Linked DNA regions of Sus scrofa: regions 1 and 2 are each linked to region 3. Evidence: chromatin contacts called from public Hi-C and HiChIP or PLAC-seq data. All regions are on one chromosome and are shown on one strand. Each heading gives the region's core, a stretch centred on a gene start, on an enhancer-like site or on the middle of the called end of the contact. The rest is flanking DNA. Distances are from core to core; before and after follow the strand shown.

What was found. Hi-C and Micro-C count contacts between places; a contact is called where the count stands out from the background. HiChIP or PLAC-seq counts read pairs in DNA pulled down with a chosen protein or histone mark.
Region 1: a Hi-C map of fetal skeletal muscle shows a contact between it and region 3, with 2.3 times the contacts expected there. The contact joins the promoter of CFAP74 here to the promoter of LOC100624218 in region 3. A contact is called at or near these places in 1 of 5 promoter capture datasets (liver) and 12 of 47 Hi-C or Micro-C datasets (embryonic fibroblasts, fetal heart ventricle, fetal skeletal muscle and 7 more).
Region 2: a contact with region 3 is called in an H3K27ac HiChIP or PLAC-seq map of alveolar macrophages. The contact joins the enhancer-like site here to the promoter of LOC100624218 in region 3. A contact is called at or near these places in 2 of 5 promoter capture datasets (fetal skeletal muscle and liver), 13 of 47 Hi-C or Micro-C datasets (embryonic fibroblasts, epiblast stem cells, fetal heart ventricle and 8 more) and 1 of 2 datasets of contacts at active chromatin or transcription factors (alveolar macrophages).

The regions. Positions count from the first base shown.
Region 1 is chr6:64,036,806-64,040,478 of Sscrofa11.1, reverse strand. CFAP74 (cilia- and flagella-associated protein 74) reads left to right here and starts at 1,580. Exons shown (of 40, transcript XR_002344845.1): 1 at 1,580-1,690; 2 at 3,517-3,614.
Region 2 is chr6:64,011,959-64,015,915 of Sscrofa11.1, reverse strand. CFAP74 (cilia- and flagella-associated protein 74) reads left to right here. Exons shown (of 40, transcript XR_002344845.1): 13 at 169-324; 14 at 623-796; 15 at 1,151-1,269; 16 at 2,571-2,637; 17 at 2,983-3,072. Among named protein-coding and RNA genes, the nearest start is that of CFAP74, 25 kb to the left of the region's middle. Within about 2 kb of position 1,580, at least 5 of the 83 cell types and tissues checked have an H3K27ac peak or open chromatin away from gene starts, as enhancers often do. A contact at or near this core is called in alveolar macrophages, liver and retroperitoneal adipose tissue, where this site is marked.
Region 3 is chr6:64,299,366-64,302,829 of Sscrofa11.1, reverse strand. It overlaps LOC100624218 (MORN repeat-containing protein 1), which reads left to right and starts at 1,850. Exons shown (of 12, transcript XM_013988730.2): 1 at 1,850-2,025; 2 at 3,251-3,322. The coding sequence starts at 1,950. RER1 (protein RER1) reads right to left here and starts at 1,691. Exons shown (of 7, transcript XM_005655986.3): 1 at 1,522-1,691.

The sequences.
Region 1 (3,673 bases), core at 331-2,830, 260 kb after region 3:
AGGGCAGTGGATGAGCCGATCCACCTGTGTTCTGGGCCCAGCATTGAGTGCACTTGTGCAACTGACACTTATGACCCGAACCCAGCCAAGGCCCGGATTGGGACCTGAACCCAAGTTTTTTCATTAGAATCACTCACCTGGTTCTGGACTTACTGAAGTCCAGGTTCTTTGTGTCTCAGTGCAGAAGGAATTCAACAAGAGACAAAGAAATAGGCAAGACATAGATTTATTAAGATAGGACGCTTGTGAGAGATACACACGGATAGGCAAAGAGGCACTGCCCTGAGGATTTGGTGGACTACATTTTTTTCATGTGCACATTCTTTATTTTTTTTAAATTGTTATTTCCCTGATACAATTTTTTTTTCTGCTGTACAGCATGGTGACCCAGTCACACATACATGTACACATTCTATTTTCTCACATGATCAGGCTCCACAGTAAGTGACTAGACATAGTTCCCAGGGCTACACAGCAGGATCTCATTGCTCATCCATTCCAAAGGCAATAGTTTGCATCTATTAACCCCAAGCTCCCCATCCAACCCACTCCCATTTTTATACTCCAAGGATAGTGAGGAAGGGGTTACGTCACTGGCTCCTCCTTCGAGTCCAGTAAGGGAGTATTGGACCCTAAAAGATCCAACCAGAACTGTCATGATGCTTATTCAAGTCAGCGGAAGGTGGTAACGGATGCTAATGTGTTGAATCGCCTCAGGTTTCGGTCTAATGAAGGACTCCTACTCTGCAATGTCATCTTTCCTTTCAATTCTGTTCTTACTCCTAGGGATCATTATCCTGCTGAACTTGAATGCGGGCCTCATCTCGTCTTTCACTTAGAGCCCTGAGGCATAGCTCACGTTTTTATTTATGGTTTTATAAAGCAAGCCTGCTGCCTTCTTGAGTGATTATTAACCACCAGCGACCTCCCAAAGTTCCCTAGGTTTTCCTCTCTGTCTGTGGTCCCCTACTGGGACTTCTACAGCCACCTGTGTAACTCTCCCACTCCATCCCTCTCACTTGCAGGGGGACCTTTCCTCCCACCCCTGCATCTCCATCTCTGCTGCAAACTCGCGCACCCGCGGAGCCAGGCGGGTCACAGCGAGAACGGGCCCTGCCGGGCTTTGGGCAGGATGCTGGGGACTGGAGAACGCGTGGGGAAAGCTCAGTTCAGCTCCAGCCCAGCTGAATACTGTGTCCGGTCTCCATCTTAAAGAGAAGCGAGAAGCCCCTATCTCCTGTGAACGCTCCTGTATTTAAAACTGGCAGCTAATCTTAACTTCAGCCTGCCTGGGCCAAACCAGGGCAGGCTGCCGGGCGCGGCGGCGGGGCTGCGGAGCAGCGCTGGGGTCCTCCTCCACTGCCTGGCGACCGTCGGCTCATAGCCTTGGCCTCGGTCAGCGCGAAGGTCCGCAGCGCGGACCCCGCGGCGCTGGGGTCGCAGGTGGCCGCCTCGGTCGCACGGCCACACTGCGCCTGCGCAGGGCCGCGCCGCAGGACCGAGCCATCGGCCGAGCGGGGAAGCGCGCAGCGCGCGGCACCCCCACCCCGCGATGGAGCCGCCCGTTGCCATGGAGCTGGCGGCTCCCAACCTCGCGGCGGGCAGCCGCGGAGTGGCTCCCCGCCCAGAGAGCGGCCTCTCCGCCCGGAGCCTGACTGCGACGCTGGGGCCCAGGTGGGCCCGCTGACAGGTGGGTCGGTTGGCCTCGGAGCCTGAGGCTGGCATGGGGGCTTTGGCCGCCCCCCAGGCACCTACCCTCGCCTTCCCCACGCAAGTTCTGTCCGAGAAATAACCGCTAGGGCCGGGGTCGCCGGCTGGTTTCAGGGACCCCTCCCTGGCTGGGGTGCAGCTTCCGGGCTCTGCGCGGACCTTGTGGGGTTGTCTTAGCACCTTTAGGAAAGCACAGCTCAAGAGTGAGCCCGGCTGGTGAGAAGAGGAGACCCCAGAGGGAAAAGGGCGCTGGTCCTAATCCCGAGGCCCTCTGAGCTTGGGTTTTAATGGTCACCTTGTTTCTGGAAGCCTCTATAATTGTGTTTCCGTAAACAAATCCTCCTTTATGTGCTCATGTTTATGTATCTAGCAAACAGTGCTTGAACAAGCCGAGTGCGCAACTGGGAGATAAGCGGGCCTGCTGGGGTCCCCAGAGTTCAAAGCATTGCCTAGTAGGTAGCCTGTGCAGACAGATGGTGCATAATTCACAGGTACGCTTTAAGGACTGGTTAGGAAGCCCGCACCAGTAATCTCTTCAGAAATAGAACCTTGTCGGCACCCCAGAATTCAACCCACCCCTGCCTTGCTCCATGCAGATCCCTCCCCCATGACCACAGGCTGACTTTTTAATTCTAATTTTCTTGATTTTCTTTAGCTTTTACCTTTTTTGTTTGTTTGTTTGTTTAGGGCCACACCTGAGGCATATGGAGGTTCCCAGGCTAGGGGTCCAATCGGAGCCATAGTCACTGGCCTGTACCAGAGCCATAGCAACACGGGATCCAAGCCGTGTCTGCGACCTACACCACAGCTCAGGGACCGCCTGATCCTTAACCCACTGAGAGAGATCAGGGATGGAACCTGTGTCCTCATGGATGCTAGTCGGGTTCGTTAACCACTGAGCCACGATGGGAACTCCAGCTTTTACCATTTATAAACAATATAATTGTTCACCTGCTTTTTAAACCTTACATAAGTGGAATAATACTGTATAGATTCTTTTTTAACGTTTGCAACAATCCCAAATTTACATAAAAATTGCAAGTTCAGGAGTTCCCGTTGTGGTGCAGTGGTTAAGGAATCCAACTAGGAACCATGAGGTTGCGGGTTCGATCCCTGGCCTGGCTCAGTGGGTTAAGGATCCGGTGTTGCCGTGAGCTGTGGTGTAGGTCACAGATGCAGCGCAGATCCCGAATTGCTGTGGCTTTGGTGTAGGCCGGTTGCAACCGCTCCGATTCAACCCCTAGCCTGGGAACCTCCATATGCCACGGGAGCAGCCCTAGAAAAGGCAAAAAGACCAAAAAAAAAAAAAAAAAAAAAAAAAAATTTCACGTTCAGCATGAACAACTTCTTTTCCTGGAGCATTTGAGAACGAGTTGCCTCCGTAATGCTCTGCCAGCTCCAGACACCTCGGAGTGTGTTTCCCACACGCGGGGACCCTCCCCGGCATCACCACGGCCGGATCCTCACAGTCGGCAGCGTGACATGGACGGGTCACGCCGTGGCGTCCTCAGTCCCAGGCAAGCGTGTTTTTCCAGTTGATCCCATAAAGTCACAAAACCAGAAGGATCTGGTCTGGGACCTTCCGTTGTACTGACTTGTCATCACGTTTCTTTCGTCCCCTTCCGTCCAGAACCTTCCTTGGGCTTTCCCTGACGTCATGACCTGGACACCTTTGAAGGTTACAGGCAGTTACCTTAGGTTTCTCAGCTGTTTCCTCCCGATCAGATACCCATTCTGCGTCTCTGGCAGGAAAGTCCCAGAATCGGCGCCATGTGTCACCCGCCTGCCTTCCTTCCTTCCTCTCAGGTGGCTCGCTGTGGCCCGTTGGTCAGAGTTCTGACGTTTGCTCTGACCGCTTGGTTGAGGTGGCATCTGCCAGGATCTTCACTGGGACGTCGCTTTTGGTGAGTGACGCGTCTTCTGTTGGGAGGTGCTTTGAGTTCACCCCTCCCAGGCTTGAGCT
Region 2 (3,957 bases), core at 331-2,830, 290 kb after region 3:
ATGCTTGTTTAAAACAGTGACAAACCATGCACTCTGGTCCCTGAGGGAAGAGCTGGAAGCCTCGGACGGGCTGTCCGCCGGGCGGGGCCCCAGGCCTGGGCTCTCCTCTTCCCCTCGTGTGTGCCCCGTTTTCTGCATAAGCTATCATTCTCCCATCCTGGCCCCCAGGAGGACAGTCTTCCGTCCCCGCGAGCCACTGTGCTGGCGCCGGCCATCTCCAGCGAGTCCGTGCAGGTGGACCCCAGCAGCCCGGGCTGGCAGGAAGAGCCGCTGGTGAGGCCGGAGATCCCGGGGCTCTGGAGCCAAGAGGCCTCGCCACACCAGGTACCCGCCCGAAGCCTCCGCCTGCCCCCGCCCTGCCCCCCGCTCTCCAGGTCACCGAGCTGATCAGGAAGCAGCTTCTTGTCCACTTGAGAAAGTGTTGCTTCCTGTAGAACTTTCCAAACATGTTCTCTTGGCGTGATTTAAAAATCTGGAACGCTCCCTCGGCCGTTCCGTCCCGGGCATCGGCTGGGGCCTGGCCGGCTCCGCCCGGGCCCGCGTTCCTCTTCCGCCAGCCTCGCGGAACTCCACGGCCCCCGCACGTCCCCCATGTGGCGCGTCTGTCCCGGTGCCATCCCAGGTGCCCCAGGCGGACGCGGGCCGGAAGCCTGTGGGCGGGACGAAGACGGACCAGGACCTGCTGGCGCGCACGATCCGGTGCCTGCGCAGCGGGGCGCCCCGCAGGCAGGTGGCGTCCAGGCGCAAGTTCAGAGGGAGGCCCTTCAACAGCAAGCCCCAGCTCATCCACTTCAAGGTGGGCCTGGGGTGCAGCCGCCACTCGGGCCTCTGCTGGCTGGGTCTCTCGGGAGGGGCCTTTCAGCAGCCCCGGGGGCCGCTGGGGCGAGAGACGGGTGGCATCTCAGGCGCGTTAACCAGACGGGGTGGGGGCGGCTGGAATGTCGCACCTTCCCCGGCCCTTCAGAGGACCAGCCCCCGGACCTGCGCTGCTGGGGCCTCCCGCCTGCTGGTGCCCGGAGGCTGCTTCCTGCCCCGGGCGCAGCAAGGACATGACTAGAGCGTCACATCCAGCCATCTCCCAGGCGGGACTGTCAGAGCCGCAAAGCCGCCGCCGGGAACGAAGCAGTAACTTTTCCTCCGGTTTGCGCAGGACTTTGACGTGGGCAGAGAGTACGAGAAGAAAGTCATCTTGACCAATGCCACCTACACCATCAACTACTGCAGGCTGGCGGGCGTGGAGGAGAGCCTGCGGGACTCCGTCCGCGTCGAGTAGGCTGGGCCGGGTCAGCCGAGCCCCCTCCTCGGCCTTTTAACTTGAGCCTCACTTTGGGCCTGAAGCCCTCAGCTGGGGTCCTTGGGGAGGGGGGCCTCCCCTTTCCTGAGCTGAGCTTGTTCTGTCTCCCCAGCAAATGGTTTTCCCCACCGGTGTTTGGAGCTTGGCCGCTCTGGGCCTGTTCGGGGTGGAGGTTAGCGCCGTCTCTGATCTCGGGCCTGAGGACTTGAACTCTGACTTCATGGTTTGACTCTGCTCCTGCTTCCAGTTTCCTTCTCGGAGACACGCTGACGCCTGAGTTGGATCCTCTCGTTCTGTGGCTTCCTCTCTGGTCGCTGTCACCCTTTCTTCTTCCCTATTTTCTGTCTCCCTCGCTGTCTCACAACAACCTTCACAGCGTCTTCTGCAGGGTCCCTCGCTCCTTCTGCTCCTGGGCATTTGCCTTTGCTGTTAAGACTGTCTTTTCTGGAGCTCCCTGGTGGTGCAGCGGGTTAGGGATCCGGCATTGCCACTGCAGCAGCTCTGGCCGCTGCCATGGTGCAGGTTCCATCCCTGGCCCTGGAACTTCCACCCCAGGGACGCAGCCCAAAAAAAAAAGTCTTTTCTCCTCTGCTGCTTCCTGGTTTCGGTCATCAGTTTGGAGGCCCACGGGAGCTCTGAGTTTCCAGCTCTGGGTGCTGGAGCTGTGTGGGGGCTGCAGCCCCAGGGCCCTGCCCCGTGTGCACAGGGGGACCTCCCTCAGGTGCCACAGCCCGGGCTCGGCCAGTCTCGGGGAGGTCGTGCCGTCCCCTTCTCTCTTGCCTCAGAGGCTTGCGTTTTCACGGCCGATTTGTCCCGTCTTCCGGGCCCACAGGCAGCGTGCGGTTTCCTGGTGCTTTGCTAGTTCTTCTGCTGACCTGTCGGCAGAGGCCGGATTCGGGTGGTCCCGTTGCCTCCGGCACCTGAAGCCAGCTCCCCGAGCCGGAACAAAAGTGTCCTGTTGGCAGCATTTCCGCTCGACTCTTGAGGCTGTCACCCTCTGTGCTCTGCTTTCCCCCGCCGGGGCGGATGGGCGGGTGGGCACTTCTCTGTCCACCCGCGCTCTGCAGGCCGTCCAGCCCTCCTCGCCCCACTCTTGGGCCCTGCGTCTCCTCCTCAAGGTGTCTGGTGCGGCCTGACCTTCCTTAGACCTGCTCGGAGGTCACTGTGGTTCCCGAGCTGAGGGCTCAGTTTTATGAGCGACGGTGGACATTTATCGGCCTTGTCTCCTCAAATGCTGCCTCCCTGCTGGGCGCTCACCTCCTGTGTTGTCCTGCAGCTTCGATCCACCTGGTCCCATGTCTGCCGGCATGTCCTGCGAGGTGCTTGTCACCTTCAAGCCCGTGGTGAGTGTCGGTCCCCAAACCAAACCGTGGAAGAGGGGTTTGCCTCACTGTCCTGAGAGGGCGGTGGTGGAATTCAGGTCTCTGCTGCCCCCGCAGGGCACCTCAGAAGGGGCCACACCCAGCCCCTGTTTGGCTGTTTTATTTCCAAAATGTATTTGAACCCCACTCAGCGCTGGGCCGAGCTACCCACTAGGAGCCCGCAGCCTGAATGGGGCTCGTGGAGCCTCCTGAGGCGGGCACGACACCCCCCGCAGTGGCAGGGGTTCAGGCGTGGCCCATGTCACTGTGTCAGGTGTCACCGCGTCAAGTTGCAAACAGGCTGGGGGGTTGCTTTTTATTTTTTAGGTCAACAAAGATCTGGAGGGAAACATCTCATTTCTGACTCAGACGGGCGGGTTCTCTGTGCCCCTGAAATGCTCCACCAGGAAGTGCTCGGTGAGTCAGGAATGAGCAGGCCCCGGGGGTGGGTGGCCCGCGCTGAGAGCAGCCCCGATTGTGGGGCCCTCGGTGGGAGGAGACCCAGGGCTCACCTCAGAGGCGCTGGGTCTCCCTGATGCACTCATGGCGTATGAAGTTTCCCAGGCTAGGGGTCTAATGGCCCTGACGACGCCAGATCCGAACCACGTCTACGACCCGCACCACAGCTCATGGCAACGCCGGATCCTTAACCCACTGAGGGAGGCCAGGGATCGAACCTGCAACCTCATGGTTCCTAGTCAGAATTGTTTCTGCTGTGCCACAACAGGAACTCCCCCTCTGTTCTTTAATTTTTCAACCCCCTTCACCCATTTGCCCACCCCCACTTCTGGCATCCACAAATCTGGTTTTTGAATCTGTGAGTTGTAGGGTTTTTAGGCTCCATGTATAAAGGTGACCATACAGTGTCTATCTTTTCTCTGCCTTATTCCACTTAGCATAACGTCCTCCACGTTATGGAGGCCAGGTTTCCTTTTCATGGCTGAGTAATATTCCATTCTATATGCACCACATCTTCTTTATCCATTCGTCCGTCAACAGGCACTTAAGCCGCTTCGTGTCTCGGCTGCAGTGAACAGGGGTGTGCGGACAGCTCTTCGGGAGACAGATTTCACGCCTTTGGGAAAATGCCCAGAAGGGGGCGTGCTGGGTCGTGTTGTAATTCGGCTTCTGGTTTTTACAGGACTCGCCGTCCTGCTTTCCTTGGTGGCTGTGACAGCAGCATTCCCACCAACGCGGCACAAGAGTTCCCTCTCCTCCACGTCCTACCTGCCAACACCTATTACTTGTTACTTCTTTTTCCCTCTTTCTTTCTTTCTTTCTTTCTTTCTTTCTTTCTTTCTT
Region 3 (3,464 bases), core at 601-3,100:
CCCGACGGCAATGACATGAAGGAGGTGAACTTTGGAGTCTCCGGCCCGTCTGGGGCCGCCTCAGCACACGGCTGTGAGATGCAGGCGACAGGTCCTCAGCCCCCACCCAAGACCTCCCGGGGGGAGGCTCAGCCAGGCCCTTAGAGCCGCCTCGGGAGCAAGCCAGCCTCTGCCGCACACGTCAGCCCCGTTCCCAGATCAGGGCCTGCCGTCCCTCCCTCTGCTGCTTAGAGGCCGCCTCTTCAGAGAAACACCCTCTGTGCCCAGCCCCTTAGCTCATGTCACCCTGTTTTCTTTTGTGGGACAATCATCTGCGACTGCTCTCCACTTCATTTCTCTGCTCCCTCCCGCTAGGAGGCAAGCTCCTCCAGGGGGAGTCCTGGCCGGTCCACTGCTGGGCCCTATGGCCTACAAGGGCCGGCCACTTAGCCAGTGGGGTGGGGAAGTGCTGCCGGACCTAAAGGCTTCAGGCTCGGCCACGAGGAACAGAGGAAAAAGCAAGATCAACAAATCATCCCAGGAGTTCCCGCTGTGGCTCAGCAGAAACAAACCCGCCTAGGATCCTTGAGGCTGCAGGTTTGATCCCTGGCCTCGCTCAGTGAGTTAAGGATCCGGTGTTGCTGTGGCTGGGGCAAAGGCTGGCAGCTGCAGCTCCACTTCGACCCCTAGCCTGGGAACCTCCCTATGTCACAGGTTAAAACAAACCCAAAATCCACCCCAACAGAGGCCATGAGGATCACATCTGAAGTTGTAGCCAAACCCTCCTGGGCCTATAGGTCCAGAGCCATCATTGCACCTGTTTGTGGAGTGGTTCTCCCTGCTCAGACAGCACGTAGGGCAGAGGAGCAGGCCTGCCTGGCGCCCAGGTCAGCCACCGCTTGGCTCCCACAAGCTTGCAGTTCACTGCAGCGCCCCTTCCCTCATTCCTCCTGGGTTCCCAGCAGAGTAATTTCCCACACTTTCAACCTCTGATGTCGTTCCCTGTACTACTCGGCGAGGCCCCGCGGCCGGCTCCTCCCTCCCCTGCGCGTAACCACTTTCCAGTCTCCACCTGGCCCTGATCACACGGCACCTACACTCACCAGGACCTGGGAGCCCTCACACACCTACTGGCGTCCACCTTACACATCTTGCGAAGTGGGAGACCAACCCGGCCGAGAGGAGGCGCCCTGGGACACTCCCAGCCCCAGGTGCCCAGGGCAGGTTTCCGGAGGGCAGCTCTGGGCAGGCACGCGGGGCGCCGTCGGCCGGGTCAGCCCGAGCGCTTGGGATCCTCGATTCAGAATCGCCAGGACCTCGAGCGACCCAACTCCACCGCGACGCTTCCACCCAAACCCTGCAGGCCAGCCTGGATCGGCCAGGACACCGAGGCCCCACGGCCCGGGGCGGCCGGCGGAACCCTCTCGGGACACGCCAGCGGGGGCGGGGGTCTGGTCACCGCGGGGACCCCGGGCCCGCCCCTGCCCTGCGCTCGGCCGCCAGCACCCCGGCCCGCGCCCTGCCCGTCCCGCCCGCCGGCACCTCGCGGTCCGCTGCGGCCGAGCGCGGTCTCCCGAGGGCCGCGGGAAGGAGGACGCGGGTGGCGGCCGCGCCGGCGCTTCTCTCGGTCCTAGAACGAGCAGCCGAGCACTTCCGCTCCGTCCTGTGCGGCGCCGCCTCCCGGCCCTCCAAGATGGCTGCCGGGGCGGGGCCGAGAGCCTCCAACCATTTCCGCTTCCGGTGCGGGGGGCCCAGGCCGTTGGCGGGGCGGTCGCGTCGGCGGAAGGGACGTAACCTGCGGAAATTCGCCGTCCCGCGCAACCGCAGTCGCGTCCTCTGGCTCCCGGCCCAGAGAGTTCCGCTCCAGAGATTGGTAACGCCCAGAAACTGAAACCAGGCCACGCCCCCCGCGACCAACGAGCCAATGGAGGAGGGCTGTGAGGTTGCTAAGGGAAACCTCTAGCGGCAAGATGGCTTCTGCCAGGGAGGGGAGCACGAACTCCCGCCTGACAGACCGCGACCCGCCAGGGCGGCCACCGCAGGACGGTAACCGCTGACGCATCCTACCAGGCCTCGGTCGTGGTGGGAGGGAGGCGGGCAGGTCTGGGAGCTCGCTGAGCGCCCCTGGCCCCTCACGTTCACTTTGGGAAGTCCGAGTCCTGAGCCGGGGCCAGAACCTGAGGCCCCGAGCCCCCCGACCTGCTCCTTCCCCGCGCCCAGCCCTCACGCCCGGGAAGACGGTCCCAGTGCCCGCTGGGTGGGCGGGGGCCCGGGCCCAGAGTAGCAGAACCGGCCGGGTCCTGGAGACCTAGCCAGGAGCAACCCTAGTCGGCCCTAGGTGTCCGGGCCGGCGCAGGACCGCACCTCCTGACGTCCCCAACGCGCAGTTGAGAAGGGCCGCACCCGTAGTATATGGAGGTTCCCAGGCTAGGGGGTCTAATATGAGCTACAGCTGCCGGCCTACACCACAGCCACAGCAACGCCGGATCCTTAACCCACTGAGCGAGACCAGGGATCGAACCCACAACCTCGTGGTTCCTAGTGGATTCATTTCCACTCCGCCAGGATGGGACCTCCCAGAAGGACATTTGATAGGAGTTGTTCATAGCATCAAAGAAGTGGGAACAGAGCGATCCCAGTCCATACCACTAACTTCAGGTAGAACTCAACCCTCGCTTACAGCAGATGCCAAAAGACACCGAGTCTGGCAACCCCAAGCTTCCCTAGAGCCGCCCCCGCCAAATCTGGTTTTGAAACAGGAGGGATGGTGGGGAGAGGGCCCTTCCCCCTCCAGGAACTACTGGAGTTGGGCGTGGGGGATGATGTGCCCAGCAGCTGAGTGGCAAGAAATGAAGTGGGGCAGGCCCTTCCCAGGTGCAGGTGTAGATTTTTGTCTGGAGAATGTGGTGCAGTGAGGTCCCCGCAGAGAGATGGGGGGCTCTTTCCACCCCTACCCACCCCCACCTTCACCCAGCTACTTTGGCTCAGCTGAAACGTCCCCTCTCCAGGAAAGCTCTCCGCCAGGCCTCCCGAGGACCCTGCACTCGCTCGCCCCAGCCCCCTCCCCCACCTCTGCACACCTAGTAGTTGCTCAGGTCTTTGCTGCAGTTCCAGTCCTGACCCAAACTGAGCCTGTGGGGAGAGTTCGCCGGAGGTGATGCCACGGACACCTGGAGAAGCCCCCAGCCCATCCCCACCTCACTGTTTGCTGATCATCAGCCGGGTCACCTGTGCCACGTGCTCACCTGTGTGTCTTCCTTTCAATATTCAGGTTACGGAGTCTACGTTTACCCGAATTCCTTCTTTCGATACGAAGGAGAATGGAAAGGAGGCAAGAAACACGGTAAGGATGGCCGGAGGCCTCTCCCCTCGGCCGCGCCACAGCCCCGAGGAGCTGGGGCCACGCCAGGTGCCAGCCACGATGGGCTCTCAGCTCACCAGTGCCAAGGAAGGGCCTCGCCTGTGGGGCTGAAGACCCAGCCGGC